2 separate regions of the Mus musculus genome follow, and region 2 is linked to region 1. The links are chromatin contacts, called in public Hi-C maps. All regions are on one chromosome and are shown on one strand. The core of a region is the stretch at or near the end of the contact, and the rest is flanking DNA. Distances in the headings are between cores, read along the strand shown.

The links. A called contact is a pair of places that touch in the nucleus more often than the background predicts.
Region 2: a contact with region 1 is called in a Hi-C map of double positive thymocytes, with 2.3 times the contacts expected there. The contact joins the promoter of Brwd3 here to the enhancer-like site in region 1. A contact is called at or near these places in 10 of 484 Hi-C or Micro-C datasets (the AML12 cell line, the C10 cell line, Th1 cells and 5 more), 1 of 115 datasets of contacts at active chromatin or transcription factors (extraembryonic endoderm stem cells) and 2 of 9 other capture datasets (adipose tissue and pancreatic islet).

What each region holds. Positions count from the first base shown.
Region 1 is chrX:108,763,940-108,766,915 of GRCm38.p6, reverse strand. Brwd3 (bromodomain and WD repeat domain containing 3) reads left to right here. Exons shown (of 41, transcript NM_001081477.2): 25 at 1,679-1,786. Among named protein-coding and RNA genes, the nearest start is that of Brwd3, 69 kb to the left of the region's middle. Within about 2 kb of position 1,450, at least 4 of the 459 cell types and tissues checked have an H3K27ac peak or open chromatin away from gene starts, as enhancers often do. A contact at or near this core is called in double positive thymocytes, where this site is marked.
Region 2 is chrX:108,832,853-108,835,828 of GRCm38.p6, reverse strand. Brwd3 (bromodomain and WD repeat domain containing 3) reads left to right here and starts at 1,483. Exons shown (of 41, transcript NM_001081477.2): 1 at 1,483-1,730; 2 at 1,863-1,921; 3 at 2,123-2,152; 4 at 2,556-2,615. The coding sequence starts at 1,700. 2810403D21Rik (RIKEN cDNA 2810403D21 gene) reads right to left here and starts at 1,351. Exons shown (of 5, transcript NR_015493.2): 1 at 1,144-1,351.

The sequences.
Region 1 (2,976 bases), core at 201-2,700:
GTGTTATTCAGTAAGAACTTTCAGTTCCAGAGCTTATAAAGGAGTCTACTGTTCATGTAATCAGTTTTTAATTACAGTACTACTTACTACTTTGTCTAACTATTAAGCCCTTGTTATTTTGCCTAGAATAATCGTACTGAAAAACATTATTGTGCCTCAGAATGCTCCTTTTTAAATGTCCAATCAAACTGAGAAATTCTGGTTTGCCCATACTGCTTTTTATATGACCTTTCACAACTATATTGTGTGAGAGTGTGTGTGTGTGTGTGTGTGTGTGTGTGTGTGTGTGTGTGCGCGCGCGCGCGCATTATACTACTTTCCCTTAAAGAGAAATATTACATTTTAATACCTTACAATTTCACCTGGTATCTTGTACTTATATGTTTTGTCCATATTGAGTATTAGAATGAATATATAACAATGTGTTTAGTTTAGATCTTTAATTTATATGTTTTTTATTTTAGTAATGTTTAAATTGTTTTGCCATTTTGATTGATAGAGTATGTTCATGTATTTTTTGGTGCTTATAGAGTAAGACTTTATCCTTTCACCAGTTTGAAAGGTAAACTTCTAAACTATAGCATTGGTAAAATTGTGTTCTCTCCCAAATCTAATCCCCCCCTAGCTTTTGGTGCTCCTCAGAGTCCTTGGTGTTCCTCCTCCTGTGGCAGCATTACTTCAGTTTCTGTCCTACCTTCACATGGCAGTCTTCCCTCTAGCTCTCTCTGTATCCAACATTCTTATGGGGACAGTCACTAGTTTAGGGATCACCTACATCTGCTGTGAGGTCAAGTACTCTTCATTGAGTGATTGTATCTACAATGATAATATTTCCCCAGTAAGGTCCCAGATCTATGTGTGTGGCAAGGAGGGGAGGGCTGGGAGGGTGTTTGTGAGACTCTGTGTGTGTGTGTTCAGAGTCACAGCCAACCCCTGCATTTGAGAATGGAGAACTGACAACTTAGCATTGCATTGAGGACAAGGAGACGAGAACTTGCCTCAAGGGCTGTCACTGTGGCTGTAAGACCATAAGGGGCTCAGAGGGGAATTCATTTTCTTCAGTGGTCAGCTAGTGCTGACATGAACACTTACAACAGAACTCTCTCAATTTATCTTTAAAATTATTTCATTTAAATACTGTATGTTGTCATTTTTTTAGGCAGCTTCACTTTAGGAAAAAAATCATGATGGATGTACACAAAACTGGTTACATTTCAACAAATTGTTTAAGCTTATAAGTAGTATTCTAAATATCTACATTTTAAAGCATCATGGTACATAGTAGCTTTCCCTACAACACTTTCAAGAATGTTATGTTTTGGTTGATTCCCCCTCCCATTCTTATCTCTCACATCTTCCTGCCCTAATTCTCCCCTTGGACCCTTCCACTCTTAGTATTCATCTTTCTTCTTTAATGTCACAGGTGTCTTATTGCCCTCCCCTCCCCCTTCCTTGAGACCTGTTTTTCTCTCTCACAGGCTTCTCTTTTCTTCAGTTGACTTTTGCAGCTGCTTGGGAGGGAAAGACTGCATATAGTATTTAATGCAGTGTAAAAACAGCACAGGGGTAGGGTTGACTGAACATCATTTGATCAGGAAAAAGAATTTTTCATTGTGAGTATTTTATGTGTAATGTTAAAATAGAATATGATTGTGTGGTACATCATTTTCTGTTTCAGCTTATTTACTTTCGACAAGGACATGAAGCTTATGTGCGAGCTGTAAGGAAATCAAAAATCTATAGTGTTAATTTACAAAAACAGCCATGGAACAAAATGGATCTCAGGGTAAGTTTGCCTAGTAGGCAAGAATTCAATTGAAAGAGTTTGAGGATTAAGTTGCTTTAAGCTTTTTTTTCTGTGTCTCAGTTTCATGGATATTTTGGTGGTGGTGTATAACCAAAATTAATTATTGCATGCTGTTTTATAGAATGGACAATATATATTTCTTAAAATTTGTCTGCTAGGGTATAGTGCTTCATGCCTATAATCTTAAATGGTGGGAAACTGAAGGGGAATTGCTGGGAAGTGAAGCCAGCCTTGACTACAGAGTGAATTGCAAAGCAGCCTAACCTATATAGTGTGAGACTCAATATCAAACAATACAAAATAGAACAGTAATTTAAAAATAAATATGTTATGGGCCTAGAGAGAACACTCCATGGTTAAGAGCACTTACTGAGGACCTGAATTCAGTTCCCAGTACTCACGTGATGGCTTAGAACCATCAGTAACTCCAGTTCCAAGGGATCTGATGTCTGTGTCTGGCCCCCACAGTCAGCAGACATTCACACACGGTACCAACACACACTCAGGCAAAAAGCAGGCATACACATGAAATAAGTGTTAAAACAAGTTTTAGACTGTGTGTTCTCTTATTTGCCCCATTTTTCTGTAAGCTTTGGGTCCTCTTGTTTTTGCCATCCCTCAGCTTCAGAAATGCTGATATTTCCTCATTTTGAGTATTTTCCCTAGCAACAGTTGTGTACATTCCAGAATAAACCCTGTGAACTGCAGACATTCTCATGGCTCTCATAGTGAGGTTAAATATCAGAAAGCACAAGAAGCTTAGAGGCTTGTATTCTGTGGGATCATCTCTTAATATACGTACATTGCTTCATAACATCAAGTAAGATACAGTTATTTTATGTTGAAGAATTTGATGTCAGATACTATGAATTCATTCTTTGTCAGATATAAAATATGTTCAGGCCGGCATAGGTGTGTATCTTTCCTATTTGAGTTTTATTTGTGTTTTTGTTCTGACTTGATAAAAAACAAAGGGCAGTTTTAGTATGATTTTCTGTGGGAAATGAATAGTTGCTGTTTGTGTTGAAGGACAAAAAAAAAGTCTGGAAATTCAACTAGATATTTAGCTTAGACATTTGCAGATAGAATATGAATGTTTTTAGGTATTAAAATTTCAAGTCATCTTTTATCGGATTAACTCTACTGCCTGCTTATTTCTTCAGAATCAG
Region 2 (2,976 bases), core at 234-2,733, 69 kb before region 1:
AATTATATTATCTTGAACTATAAAAATTACTATTTCAGTAAGCACCTCACAATTTTGTCCTGAGGTTTTATATTTCTTTTATCTACTTCTTTCAGATACTGATTATACCAAAGATAACCATAGCATTTTACTCTTATGTTGTTATTAATTACTCAATAAAAGAAATTGGCAGAATGAATTGCTAAGGATATGTTAAGTTTATGAATTGAATTAAATTTAATTCTATGCCCAATGTGGTTTAATCACCGAGCTCCCTGAGTCTGAAAACCAAACTCCCACTATAGCCATACATTAATGTGAACCTTCAAATTTGAGTATTTCAAAGCAAATAATGTACACAATTCAAATAGTACTTGTTTTCCCATCATGTTTTGTTTCTATGAATTCTGTTCAAAGTAACATCCTGAGAACGGGATGCTAAGAGAAATTGGGGAAGTGAACCAGTTTCCTCAAACTGTCAATTATTATACAAATCCTTTGATCAAATCAGCGCTGTGCTAAGAGTTAAAGTTATACATGAAAACAATTGTAGTCTCAAGGTAGTGGAAAAAAGACTTTTTGTCAACCGGAGTGGCGACACATGCCTGCCACATGAGCACTAGGGAAGCTGAGGCAGGAAGATTGACATGGAATTCCAGGGGAGCCTTGGATAGATACATAGTGACAGCAAGTCAGAGAATATCACTTCAAAGACAAACCAAACCAAACTATCATTTCTATCCAAATTTCAATGAATAGTTAAGAACTTTAAAAACGTTTTGGCAGAATTTCAAAACAGCGTTCCAACTTATCCTACAGGAATTGAGAAGAAAGAGCTTGTTGACCTTTTCAGAAGGGGGAAACGGCCTCCTCCTTAAAGTGTAAACTTCGCGCGCAATGTTTATCAGAATCAAGGGGAGACTTGATACTACTACAAGAAGTTTTCTAGAAGAATATTATTCCCTTGCTCATCAGGTAGGCGCAGCACTTTCTTTTGGCATGCTGTTCCTTGTTTGAAAACAAAACCTTGCAGTAGCTAGCGACTTTTTCTTGGGGTAGAGAAAGAACAAACAAACCAAATCCGTTCGGTGACCCAAGGTAAGCTAGATCATGTCAGTCCCTCGCCAGTTTCTCTTGATCATGTCTGGAGAGAGGTTCCCTCACCGGAAAGGGTCCGATTGCCCTTACAGGAAGGGTAAGCAACTCCGGAGCTCTAGGACGCCAACGCCACCACAGAGTTTGACGAAGATTGCCAGAGCGTCTGCCTGCATTTAGAACCTCTTCCTTGTTCTCTGGGCAGTAACTAGGCAACCCCAGGCCGGCTTAGCTGCTGGAACTAGGCGGCCGCCTTAGTGCCTCTGGCGGCCAGCCTGGAGCTTTGCAAGCGGCTCCCTTCCCTTTTCCCCCCTCCTTCTTTCTATGGCTCCACCCCTTTCCCCCCGCCCACCCCTCTCCCCCCGCCCACCCCTCGGCGACTTCAGCTCCTCCCTCTCCTTCTCTCTTGCTCTCCTTCCTCCTCCGCCTCCTCAGCTCTTGGGCTAGAATATCTATGGGTCGAAACGTGATGCGATGAATCCGAGAGAGACCGAAACTGGGACGAAGAGTGCGGCGGAAGCGGCGGGACTCCCAAGCATGGGGGCTTCACCACAATAGAGGCAGCGCCCCCACCCGCCCCCGCCAGCCCTCCTGAGCGAAGCCCCCAAACCCCCTCGGGAAAAGGATGGCGGCGGCACCTACCCAGATCGAAGCCGGTGGGTAGCTGAGCCGGGGGCAAAAGGGATGGGGGCTTTGCGCGACTGCTGTCAGATTTTTTTTAAAAAGCTTGTATCTCTTTTCCTTGCCTCTCTCTCAACGTCTCCCCCCACCCCCAACCCCTTCTTTAGAGCTGTATTACCTGATCGCAAGGTTCTTGCAGTCCGGACCCTGTAACAAATCCGCTCAGGTGAGAGGGAAAGGATATCTGGGAGTGTTGGGGAATGGTCCCATTGGGGAAATTGAGGCACTGGGTGAGCAGTGCAGTTGGAGGGTGAGGGAAAGGCCGGCCGCGATTACTCCTACAGTCAGCGGCTGTGTTGGAAGTGGGGAGGGAGGAATGGGTTGGCGCCCCAATCTGCTTTCACATCCCTGTGTCCCTCTTCCCCAGGTGCTAGTGCAAGAGCTCGAAGAGCATCAGGTATGGACCCCTTTTGGGAAGAGGTGGGGAGGGCTGGGGAGAACCTGGAGGAAGGGTAAGGTAGGTCAGGGGCCGAGGGCAGGGGCCCGGAGGGAGCCTTCGAGCTGGACACTTGGGGCTGTTGTCACTTGGGGTAAATCGGGTTCTTTGCTTAGAAGGGGCGGACAACGCAGGGGTCTAAACTCGCTGCCTTTTATTCCTGCGGGAGGTGTTTTTTCAGGATTTCCTTCCCTTTGGCCTGCCCCCCCCCACCCCCAACCCCCGGCACAGCGGCAGTAGCTGTCGGGACTGGAGAAATGAAAATGTTAAAGGGTCTAGGATTAGGCTCCAGGCTGGGTGCTGCTGCTGGGGAGCAGAGGCTTTTCCTTCACCCCCCCCCCTTTTCTTTTCCTCCGGCCCCCAGCTGATTCCGCGCCGCTTAGACTGGGAAGGGAAAGAGCACCGAAGAAGCTTCGAGGATCTGGTTAGTAAACTTTTCGTTTCAACTTAGCCCAACTCTTTTTCCACTCCCTCCCCACCTTGTGCCCCCAACCGCCCCTGGCCCTTCAGCCCTTAGAGCTCCCCGAGCCTGCTGTTCGGTGTTCGAAGGACTGCCCCTTCCCCCTCCCAGCGTGTCGGAAAGGGTACCTTGCCCTGCTCTAGCCTTGCTTATTTTCACCCCAAAACTTTGAAGAATGTGAGTTGGTTTTCAGAGGTGCTGTGTTGTGCTTTAGGACTGTGTTACAAACAGCGGAGAAGGCCCATTGTAGGGGGATAAGGGACAGAAACCAGGGGGTTATCTTGGGGCACGTACCAAGGACTGACGCTGGCCAATGACAGCGTTG